Linked DNA regions of Pan troglodytes: region 2 is linked to region 1. Evidence: chromatin contacts called from public capture Hi-C data. All regions are on one chromosome and are shown on one strand. Each heading gives the region's core, a stretch centred on a gene start, on an enhancer-like site or on the middle of the called end of the contact. The rest is flanking DNA. Distances are from core to core; before and after follow the strand shown. Region 1 has its middle 67 kb from the start of LIPG. Region 2 has its middle 88 kb from the start of ACAA2.

What was found. Capture Hi-C pulls out chosen DNA fragments and counts their contacts.
Region 2: a contact with region 1 is called in a capture Hi-C map of stem cell-derived neural stem cells, with 2.2 times the contacts expected there. The contact joins two enhancer-like sites.

Annotation. Positions count from the first base shown.
Region 1 is chr17:59,697,992-59,703,835 of NHGRI_mPanTro3-v2.0_pri, reverse strand. No RefSeq gene overlaps it. Among named protein-coding and RNA genes, the nearest start is that of LIPG, 67 kb to the right of the region's middle. Within about 2 kb of position 4,310, at least 4 of the 24 cell types and tissues checked have an H3K27ac peak or open chromatin away from gene starts, as enhancers often do. A contact at or near this core is called in stem cell-derived neural stem cells, where this site is marked.
Region 2 is chr17:59,792,661-59,798,884 of NHGRI_mPanTro3-v2.0_pri, reverse strand. No RefSeq gene overlaps it. Among named protein-coding and RNA genes, the nearest start is that of ACAA2, 88 kb to the left of the region's middle. Within about 2 kb of position 3,479, at least 3 of the 24 cell types and tissues checked have an H3K27ac peak or open chromatin away from gene starts, as enhancers often do. A contact at or near this core is called in stem cell-derived neural stem cells, where this site is marked.

The DNA of each region.
Region 1 (5,844 bases), core at 3,061-5,560:
CATTGATGACTTGAGTTGGGGAGCTGGGAATAGACAGTCAAGGTGAGTTTGAAAGAAAGGCGGGAGGGAATGGAGGGAGGTCAGGCTCAAAGGATGAAGGAAGGAAGAATGCCTAGAACTAGCCTGAGATTAGCTGTGACTACAGACCTCTCCTTCGCTGGGTTCTCTCTCCTTATTGCTGAGACTTTTTATCAATATCTCAGTCCCACCAGGAGAGGAAGAGAAAGGGAATTTCAAAACTTCTCCCAAGGATCTGCAGCCTTCCTACCGCACACGGGGCTGGGACTGGCATCACTCAGTTCTGCATCCCAGCCAGGATGTAGAAGGAAGCATGTCTCTTTGCTGTGGGCTGTCTTCCCCCACTCCAGGACAAGGCGAACATTGTGGGGCTGGTGGGAGAGGACCACAGGCAGGAAGAGTTTGGGGAGGAGAGGCAGCTATGAGTAGAGCTGATGTCTTCTTGAGGACAGGAAGCAGTGAGGGCTGCCGAGGCAAAAGCCTCGCTTTCAAAGAAGCTGGAGCAGAGCCAGAGTCATTCTCTGATGAGCTCTGGACACAAGAGTCAGCCAACAAGCCCTGACACTCCCTTACCGTGCACTTAGCTCTGCACGAGTTGCTAAGGAGGAAATATGAGAAAATAGGTCTCATCCACCAGGGAATGGATCTCACAGGGTTTACACTTTCATTAGCGGGACAAGAGTATTGCATTTAAAAAGTAAAGAGCACTCAAAGAGTGTTTATTAATACAAATGGAGCTCAGAAGAGAGGGGCCAGGCACAGGAATTTTTGAAATAGTGCCCATGCCCCTCTTTTGTCTTTGCCCTTGCCTTCCCCAGCTCTCACAGGTGGTGGCTTCAATTTCCTTGCCTGGGAGAATTTTGCAGCGGGGTGTCTGAACTTTCCAAAGTTGAGGAGAACGGGACTTGAGGAGTGGGATGTTCCTAGACTAAAATCAGTAATTGGGGAGTGGCCTGTGGGTCCCCAAATCAATAGAAACTTACAACCTGCTCCCCAAAAGCACCTCACACTGAGAGGCTCTCAGAAGGAATGGCTTTTATGGCACAGCAGGGAGGCTGGACCTTGGGCACTGGGCTCACCACAGAAGCCCGTAACTCAAAGGTGACCAGCAAGACGCAGCACGGTAGATCCACAGAGACCACACCTGCCAGGCAGGGGCATCCTCCACTGTGACCAGTATGGACCCATGGCAAGAGGGGCTGGGAGCCTTTAGCCAACCCAGTAGGGGACCAGAGGGTGACCAAAGAAAGACCTGGGTTGAATTTCTGGACAGCCCAGTATGATGGGGATGTGAAGTCAGCATTGAGCCATTTTACAGAAAATGAAGAACTATGGTATTGCTTGGGTACTCCAGTTGGTGAACTGAGCATCTTTGCAGTCTTCCAGTCCCAAGAGATCTGGAGGTGGAGATTATGGATGAGGTGGGGTTCAATCTGACCTTGGGGACAATAACCAGGACTGGGGACAAAAGTAGGGACTAGAGAACAGAATGAGCAAATGTGATCGCCCAGGGGAGCAGGGAGCATGTGACAGGGACAGTGAAGAAACAGGCTTGGCTGGAGCCCAGGGTCCAAATCAGGGAGCAGAAAGAAAGCTACTTTCAATGTCTGTCTTCCTTATCATCAGAACACATCTATCACAGAACACTTGCATGCACAAGAGGCCTGGCTGCCTGTGAGGTCGTAGAGGAGTGAAATGCATGGCTGTGCCTTCTGTGAGCTCATGAGGTGGTTAAGATGATACACGCACATGCAAACAAGCACACCTAAGGCAGAGTGCCGCAGGAAGGACAGAGATCATTCATGTGCGAGTGTTGATCCAGCCAGGGCTTCTTGAGAGTCTTCTTCACACCATGCCAAGCAATGCAGATGCAGAGGTGATTAATACAAGGCACCACCCTGGAGAAACGCCCAGAAATCACTCCCAGTGGAGGCAGGTTTCCTAGAACTGGTCCTAGAATGTGTGGCGGGATTTGGTAGGCATCCAGGGAGAAAGCGAGTGCTCCCCACCTTCGGTACTAACGGCACGTGGGGTCAAAGGCCTGGGGAACATCCTAGGTGAGTCAGGGGTGAGGTGGGCAGAGAGGGGGCCAGTCTGAGCAGAAGATCCAAGGGAGAGGAAAGGCAGAAGGGGCTGGAGGGGACAGTTGGGAGGAGATGACAAAATGTCCTGGATGGCACCCGAAGGCCTCTGGGCTTTACGCTGTGGGCCCCTGGAGCTACTGAGGATTTCTGATCTGCAGTGGGGCCTAAATGTGCCCCCACGAAAGCTCCTAACACTTCCAAGGTGAGTGGCAAATGGGACTGGGTGGGGTTGGAGTTTCCATGTGGGGAACGTGTCCCAGCAAATATCATATGTAGCCTGGTTATCTAGTGGCCATCTCTGAGTAGCCTCCCAGACATCCTGCCAGCCATGGACACTAGTGAGAGCCTGAGGACTCTGAGTCCTGAGGGAGCCCACTGTCCTCTGCAATAGGCTGATTTCAGGCATTCCTTTCTCCTTCCAGTCAGACAAGAAAAGATAACAGAGGGTCCCCATCACGGCAGCTTCTGTCCCCATTGTCACCTGAAAAGGGAAGAGTGATGAACCCCTGGGGCCCACAATAAATCTAAGTGCACTCCATGAGTCCCAGGATTACTCAGATGGAGTCTGGGCCAGCTAAGCCTGGTTGACCATCAACTTAACTGCAGGATGCACAAAATGTATCTTCAGGTGCCTCAGGTAAGGAAGGGTGTGGGTGTGTGTGTGTGTGTGTACCCACAAGGCTCCTGGTCACAGGGTGTTGGGTAATCCAGTCCTGATGCCCAGCCCCACAGCAGCTAAAAGATTGCAACAGGCATTGCCTTTGGATATGCCAGCAAGCAAACTCCCTGCAAGCAGGTCATTGTCCCCATGAACTCTGACGTCATGAACAAATTGCACCATATACTCCCTCTTCTCACAGAAAGTCCTATACAGCCGAAAGAAACCAAACACCAAAAGCAGCCTAGACTTTAGGCTGTGCAGCTATTCTCACCAACACTTAGGTACCCAATAAATGTGTGTTGATTTAATGGTAAAGGGGTAACAAAAAGACCCACCCCAGGGAGTTCTGTAGGACATGCCAGGGCAGAGGAGCTTTCCACACCTTACCTTGGGATGGTGGTAATGGTGGTAGAGGTACTGGTGTTGATGGGAAGAGACAGAAGTTGTGGATTTGCTAAATCAGAATTTGCAGGTTTAGGTTTGCTTTTTTAGGAGCAAAAATTAAAAATTTTAAAAAGCATAGGTTTGCTTTCTTGATGAGAATGAATGGATGAATAAAATAAAGTAGGAAAGAATTTCCAGGCCATTAGCAATTAGGCATTAATATTTTCAAAAGCACCCCAGGTGAAGTCAAAGACTGAGAACCAACTGCCCCAAGGGAAGAGTCTCAAAGGAGCTTGTTTTCAAACCGAATTACATGCCTGGAATCAATCGATCAACCATTTCTGTAGAACCCACCCTTGAGCCACCACTGCACCCCAGATTCCTGCCTCTTTCTATGGGCTCCATTCCACATCACCCCCTTAAGTGCCCTGCTGCCCATTTGACTGCCAATCCCTTAGCACTTTCTTCCAGCCTCAGGTGTGAAAAACCTACGATCACTACCCACTGTCTAGACCCCACCACCTCCCACCCTGCATGCTTTGGGATCCTCCCCTGACTGCAAGAGGTAAGAAGAGTTTTTCGTTTTGTGTTTGTTTCCCAAGCATACAGGCAGCCAGAAGTAGGGAAAATAGGAGCATATTCAACATGCGACTGCCAGGTGCAAGGGCGAGCACCCGTTGGACCGCCGGCTGAGTACAGCCCTGCCAGGGCGCCCTGCACTTGGAGTCCTAAAATGCAAATTTCCCCTGTGGCAGCCCTGGCCTCTCCTGCAGGGGGCAGCCACTCTGGAAGGAAAGATGAGATTTAAATTGGTAATCAAGCACTGTACCAAATTGGACTTTGACCTTGTTCAGAATTCCACTGGCCCATGTTCCCTGACCCCCCTGCCCCCTGCTTCTGCCCAATTGTTCCCTTGAGTAGCTGCCTGCCATCCGAGGCAGTCAGGCGGGCTGTCGCCAGCTGCTCCTCCCTGGCTGCCTTCCACCTGGCCAGCTCAGAAAGCAGTGGAAATCAAGAAGCTTTGCCTTTCCAGCTTCTCTTGCTACTTCTGGGCCGGAACCAAGACAAGAGTGGTTTAGATGGGGCCTCGGCCCCGCCTGGGCCTGCTCATAGGGCATGGGAAGAGGGGAGTGCAGCCTCAGCACGTCCGTCACTCTCAGTGCATTCTTGGTTACCAGAGCAATTCCCAGACAAGGCTTGGAATGGCCAGCATGGCCCACCGGCCTGCTGCATCCAGGGCAGCAGCACAGAACCCACACTGATTTCTTCAAGCTCCCTCCACTGCCCCAGAACGCCCTCTGCTCTCACTGCAAAACACCGAGGTTTGGCTCATTTCTTGTGTCTGGAAGGTCTTCCATGTTCTCATCTACATGTCTAAATCCTTCCCTTTCTTCCAGGGCTGGGAAACCGCTTGCTTCCTAGAGAGCACCGACCCTCTCCTACAGCCCCACCATTCTTCTCTTACCTCCTCAATCCATGATTCAAATCAAGTATCTGGGGCATTTAATCTTATTTGCCTTGTCCCATTGTTTCAAGTCTCATCTTCCCAACAAGATGGTAAGCTCCCAGGGACTGTGTATTACCTAGATTGGCACTGAGTAGGCCTACTAGGAATTAATGAATGAAAGAATAAATGAATGAGTAAACACAGTGCTTTGGTCATTGAAATGCTTCCTTTATAAGCCCAGGAATTCTTCCCACCAAGAGAGCTAGCTCTTCTTTGCGTTGGCTTTCCTGGAGACCAAGCCTCTGGTGGAAACTGCCTTCAGTGCCTCCCAGGAAGCCAGGAAATGTCTCACCAGGAGTAACCAGTTAGCCAAGCAGCTGGACTTCTGCTAGCGTGCAGGGCACTAGTGAGTGCAGGGTGCATCTCCTGCCCTCTTTGATCTAACTGGGATGATAGCATGTGCTCACATGAAGCTTTGGTTTCCTGTCAACCTGCAAAGTCATGGCCATGATATGTAAGTGCTGAGAGCAACAGGGTATAAGAGGGGCCTGAGCCAGGCCGTCTTAATCGGAGAGCACTCGAAGGACATAGCAAAGAGAGCTGTTGAGTGGAGGCAAGGAAGAAGCCCTCCTTCCTCCTCCCCAGCTAGATTCCTTCCCTGTCTACTTCCTCCACTCAGGTCAGCAAGATTCAAAGGATGGGGCCAGGACCAGGGATAAGATTGAGGATGGTCTGGAGGATGGCTGATTGACTCAGGGCATTAATCTAGGGGGCCAGGACCAGGGATTGGCCACATCAGAATGCAGGGTAGCCCCCACGTGTTCACTATTGATCCAAAAGGGGAAACAAAGAGAAAGAGGCTCAAAAAGCCAACCGAGGATGGGTGCAGTGGCTCATGCATAATCCCAGCACTTTGGAGGGCTGAGGTGGAAGAATCACTTGAGGCCATGAGTTAAAGACCAGCCTGGGCAACAGAGTGAAACTCCATCTCCACAAAAATCAAAATTAGTCGGGTATGGTGGCACACACCTGTGGTTCTAGCTACTCGGGAGGCTGAGGTGGGAAGATCACTTGAGCCTAGGAAGTCGAGGTTGCAGTGAGCCATGACCATGCCACTGCACTTCAACCTGGCAACAGAGCAAGACCTTGTCTCAAAGAGAGAGCGAGCGAGAAGGCGAGAGAGTGAGTGCACGAGAAAGAGTTACAACACCAAAAGTACAATCTATTTTTTAAAATTGATTAATTGGACT
Region 2 (6,224 bases), core at 2,230-4,729, 96 kb before region 1:
TCATTATCAGGCATCCCAGCTCTGCCCGTAATTAGCATGTGAACTGGGCAAGTCGTTTCACACAGCTTCACAGACTTCGATCTCCTTATCTCTGTGGGACCCTCTCCAGTGATCTCTCTTGGAAAGATTACTTGCCAAGCTCCACCCTTCCAGCAACAGCACCCTGAAGGCCTGTCTGCCCTAGTTCCTACCTTTGCCCCAGCAGCTCCTCTGGCCATTCCCACCTCCAGCCGCAGGTGTCTGACCACAGATGTCACCTGAGCCTGGAGCCTGGGCATTTGCATTTGGGTTTCTGTCCCTCTGGATTCCAGGAGTCACTGCCCATCCCAAAGGCCTCGTGCCCTGAGGAGCACAGCCTCACGCAGCAGAACTTGCAGGTGAAGGAGGCTTTATTTACACAGCACCTACACTGAGCCACTGGAAAACTGTCTGAGATTTTTTTGACTAAGGAACAGACAGAGGGAGTGCAATAAGTTTGAGAATGTCAGGTTTGATCCAGGAAGACACCAGACCATGGGAGGCAGCAACATGCAACAAGCTATATTCGGTGGCACTTGGACAGTGTGGAAGGAGACGGTGTGTCCCTCCTGGCAAGGGGCCTTCTGCAGCTGGCAGGCAAGACCACCACCCAGAAGGGGAGTAGGGCTAGGGTTGGGGAGCTCCTGGGGAAGAAAGGGAGTTGTCCGGGTGATGTCCCTCCACAAGGTGGGGAGTCCCTGGGTCCAAGAGCTCTGAAGGGCAGTAGCGATGTGGAGTCCTTCACAGCCACAGGGTTTGTCTTATCCATGGTCAGCAGATGTTGGAATATGCAAAATAGGTAGGCTCTAAATGGCCAGAAATACAGATGCTCCCCAACTTACGATGGGGCTGCCTCCTGACAAGCTCATCATAAGCTGAAAATGTCTAACCCCATCGAAGGTCAGAGAGCGTACCGAATGCACAGTGCTTTTACACCATTGTAGAGCTGAAACATTTTTAACGGAACCATTGTAAGTCGGGGACCATCTGTATGTTTATTTGGATGATATTCCAAGCAATTGGATATGTAAGAATTTGAGTTTAGCACTGGCTGGCTTTGGGCTAATGGTCCTAGCCTGCTGTGAATAAATGAACAAGACAGGAACATGTTAGGCCAAGCCACTGAGGCCACACTTGGCCCGTTCACATAACAGTGAGATGCAGCTGAGCGAGTATGTCTCCCAGATGTGGGTCCCCCACCAGCCAGGCATGTGTAGAATCCCCATCAGATAAATTGAAATTACCCCCAGAAAACTCAACCCTCCAGGGCCTGAGGAAGTTCCCACTGTGATTTTCTTTCAAGGAATTAAGTAAACAATAATCCTTTAAGTATGAGTGGAACTTTATCTTTTTCAAAGCCCTTTCATATTTGCTTCTTGCAACAACCTCTGAGAGAATCAAAATAGGAATGCCCCATGCCCCCACCCTTCACAGATGGGGACATAGGCTCAGACATGTGAAAAGGACACTTGGGAACAGGAACAGGCACGGCCAGGACTGAAAGCTGGACTCCTAAACTTCTGACTGCTCTATTTTGCCAAACCACTAGGGAAGCAGCTGGAAATTGTGCTCATTGAGGGAGAGAGAGGACAGATCAAGACTATTTTCTGCCCTGCGTTCCTGAATTGCACAGACTGACAAAGACTTCATGATCTTGGGCCATGATCATGAGCCATTTGCTCCCTTTTTTTTCTTGAGATGGAGTTTCACTCTGTCATCCAGGCTGGAGGGCCGTGGCACGATCTCAGCTCACTGCAATCTCTGCCTCCCGGGTTCAAGCCATTCTCCTGCCTCAGCCTCCCGAGTAGCTGGGATTACAGACACGCACCACCATGCCTGGCTAAGTTTTGTATTTTTAGTAGAGACGGGGTTTCGCCATGTTGGCCAGGATGGTCTTGAACTCCCAACCTCAGGTGATCTGCCCACCCTGGCCTCCCAAAGTGCTAGGATTACGGGAATGAGCCACTGTACCTGTTTTTTTTTTTTTTTTTTTTTAATGAAATGGGGCAGTTCTTACGGAGTTTAAAGAGAAAGTGAGCTGGGCGTGTTGGCTCATGCCTATAATCCCAGCACTTTGGGAGGCCAAGGCAGGTGGATCACAAGCTCAGGAGATAGAGACCATCCTGGCTAACACGGTGAAACCCCGTCTAAAAATTAGCCGGGTGTGGTGGCACGCACCTGTAGTCCCAGCTACTCTGGAGGCTAAGGCAGGAGAATTGCTTCAACCCAGGAGGCAGAGGTTGCAGTGAGCCGAGATCAAGCCACTGCACTCCAGCCTGGGTGACGAAGCAAGACTCCATCTCAAAAAAAAAAAAAAAGAAGAAAAAGAAAAAAAGAGAGAAAGTAGTATCAATGTCTTTGCTTTGCCTCACCCACTGTCTCAGCTAGACGTGTCCCTGAGTCATTTAGGCGTCTCACAGATGGGGGAATGGAGGCCCACGAGAGGAAGTCTCATCCAAGGCCCAGAGCAACTGCAGTGCCTTTTCCCCATCGGGCTTGCTCCAGCCTTTGGGCCCTAGGGGGCGCCAGAAAGCCTCACCTTTCCCAGAATCTATGCTGAGAGGAGAATGTTGCCACCAAAGGCCCAGTGGAGGCCATTTGGCCTCCCCCTCTTCATGACATTGTTCGCCCAAGTCTCTGCAGCACCCCAATCCTGGGGCCCTCAATATCAGAACTCAGTGCTCTAGGGGCCCAAGAGCGGCCTGGCTTCCCTGCCCCACAGGAGTTTAAGGCCCATGGGCTTCTTTTCCCAGGAATTACTTCATTGCTCCAAAGCCCTTCACCTTTACCAGGAAATAACTCTCCAGGGTGGCCCCAGACACTGCCGCTGGGATGCCCCAAACTCTCTTCTGGAAGCCACTCCTCGCTCTACCGAGGCCCAAGGGTATTCACCCTGGCCCCGACTTGCTGCTGTCATGTGGCCAGCCATTTCCAGAAATGTTCTGGTTTGAGGACTGAAAGGCCCACGTCCCGGGAAACCCCTCAGTCCTGTGTAAACTGGGACATTGGTCACTGTATTGTCATCTCCCTCATGGTAGGTCAGCTCCAGCCCAGGGCTCAGCCCAGTTCTTGGATCCCAAGCACGGGTTTTGATTATTACTCCAAACCATGGGCCAAGTAAGAGGTTCTCTCTGCTGATCTGTAAGGGTCGGCAGGGGCCTGCCCTGTGCCCAGTTCCGCCCCTGTCCAGCCGAGGAAACAGACTTAGTTATTATCTTAGCAAACAAGGAGAAACTGTGTGAGTGAAATAGGATGGTACCATTGCCAGGGTAAATAATAGTAACTGTGTTAAATCTCTAACAAGCACCAAGTTCAACACTGGGAGCTTTGCGTCGACTCTTGCATCTAACCCTCACTGCAAACTACAAGGTAGGTCTCTTCCATGCTGGTTCTACGGATGGCGACTTGGCAGCTCAGTGATCATCAGCTTGCCTGAGGTCACCCCGACTCTAAGGGCACAGTCACAAGCTCTTTCAACCATGTTACCCTGGCGCAGGAGACAGGGCATCTGGCTTCTCATCCCAACTTTTTCATTAGCTAATTACATGACTTTGAGGGAGTCCCTTGGGACCCTGGAGCCTCCACTGCATTGGATAAATGAGAGCTCTAAGCAAGGTGCTCTCCAAAGTCCTTTTGCGGGTAGCTTAGTGATAGAACATGGGCCCTGGGCTGAGATGGGGTTGAGTTGAATGTCAGTGCTGCCACTTACAACACATGTGGACAGGGACAAGTTACTTAACCTGCCTTCACCTATAAAATCAGGCAACTACCTCCAGTCATTTGTGGTAAGGAGTAAATGAAATGAGGCACCAAGGCTGGTGTTTATGAAAACTTTTTTTTTTTAAATGCCAGCTCTTATTGTTCCAGCTCCTACATTTTAGGACATTGTGTCTCCCTACCCCACCCCCTTTCACCAAGCCCTTATAACAGATCTATATTGCCCAGAATGCATTGTACACAGAGCTAGAGAAAACTTCTTGGCTGGGCTTGGTGGCTCACACCTGTAATCCCAGCACTTTGGGAGGCCCAGGCAGGAGGATCACTTGAAGTCAGGAGTTTCAGACCAGCCTGCTGGCCAACATGGTGAAACCCTGTCTCTACTAAAAAATACAAAAAAATAGCCGGGCATGGTAGTACTTGCTTATAATCCTAGCTACTCGGGAGGCTGAGGCAGGAGAATTGCTTGAACCTGGGAGGCAGAGGTTGCAGTGAGCCGAGATTGCGCCACTACACTCCAGCCTGGGCAAAAAGAGTGAGACTCCATCTCAAAAAAAAAAAAAAAAAAGCAATAATTTCTAGATTCTTTTTCTCATTTTCTTCCAGAAAATGGAAAAGACGTGTCCACGGTAAACAGAGAGAGGTGGCCCACAGAGATGGAGGGGAGCAAAAGAGTTGGCTGAGGCCTGACCCAGAAGATAGGAGCCGGTGGTCACTGTGGCCAGTCAGTTTCCAGACAGTTGCCATGGGAGAGTTGGTAAATCTTCCCTTCTAGGATTTCAGAGCACTGACCTGCCTGCCAGGCCCAAGTCTTAAGATCCAAACCAGGACTGAGCTGTTACTATGGAAAGTGTGATTTTTCTGCAGGATTAAGAAGCCTTCACACTTTTTCAGTCACATCAGAATTGCCACCCCTGGGAGGGATGAGTCGGATAATTTGAACCAGGTGCAGACTTCGTGGCCTGTCTTTACGGGGCAGACACTCATACACAGATTTTGTTGGCTGTGCCATGGACTGTCTTTCTTATTTTCCTAACCTAGTCAGGACTTCCTTCCAAACTTCACAGACAGTTTCGAGAACCCACACACACTGCCTGCCAGGAGCTGAGCAGAAGCTGGGAGGCCCTGGTGGTAGAAATGCGTTCCAGTGTCACCGAGCCAGGCAATCGCTGCGGCCTTTGGGTCTGCTCCCTTCCAATAGGAGCAGGACTAGCTTTCTTCCAAGGGATCAGGAGATCCTCCCAGCCAATGCAAGGCTGGACCCCTGTGACTCACCCCCTGTGTGTGGCTTCTCAAGCAGATTTCCCAGGACAACATGAAAGGCTGATAGATTATTACTATCTGGTTTCATGTTCCTCCTTTTGTTAAAATTCCTAATATAAGGAAGTGGAGGTGGGGAACTGAAGGAAGTCTCACTTTACAGCCCGACCCCCACTCCCTGGCAGCTCAGCTATTGCTGGCCCTCCAGTGTGGCAAGAGACAGAAGTGTATTTCCCAGGACCAAGTCAAAGAGCTCTTCCCTCTTCATTTCTCTTCCCTTATCAAGGGTGTTAATCTTACTGGAATTCACTTCAGTACAGCAAATGGGGCCAGATGGTAGAGGGGAGGAAATGACCCCAAGGTGTCTTGCCTATAAACCTTCCAGGGCCCTTGGAAACTTCCTGGGGGCACTCAGCCCGTCAGGCCCCCAGGAACTTGTACCAGGTCACAAATTCCCAACCCCTGGGGATGGAGACTGAGCCAGGAAAGTGAGAAGGTAGAATGAACCCTCTTACCCCTACTCCAAGATATACTTTTAAAATATTTTCAAATTATTTTTAAATGTTCTTTAATTATTTTTAAATGTTCTTACTAGGTATATTCAGTGGGTGTTTATTCCTCTCCTTCCACCCCTAAAGCTATTATTAAATCTATGAGGTATCTGATAACTGGTTATGGATGAAAAGGTTGACATAAATGAATAAGGAAGAAACAGATATTCCCTGTATGTTACCATTCAATATCCTTTTTTTTTTTTTTTTTTTTTTGCCATTTTCTTCCCATCAGCCTTGGGTTTTAATGGTTTTTATCTACTAATTTTTAAAATAATCTTTTTTAAATAATTAAAAATAGCAACTTGTACACCAATGTTTATAGCAGCATTATTCACAATAGCCACAAGGTGGAAGGAACCTGAATGTCTATTGACAGATGAATGGATAGATTAACTGTAGTCTATCCATATGATGGAATACTATTCAGCATTAAAAAAGAATAAGGCTGGGTGCGGTGGCTCACGCCTGTAATCCCAGCACTTTGGGAGGCCGAGGCGGGAGGATCACGAGGTCAGGAGATTGAGACCATCCTGGCTAGCACAGCGAAACCCGAAACCCTGTCTTTACTAAAAATACAAAAAATTAGCCGGGCGTGGTGGCGGGTGCCTGTAGTTCCAGCTACTCGGGAGGCTGAGGCAGGAGAATGGCATGAACCTGGGAGGCGGAGCTTGCAGT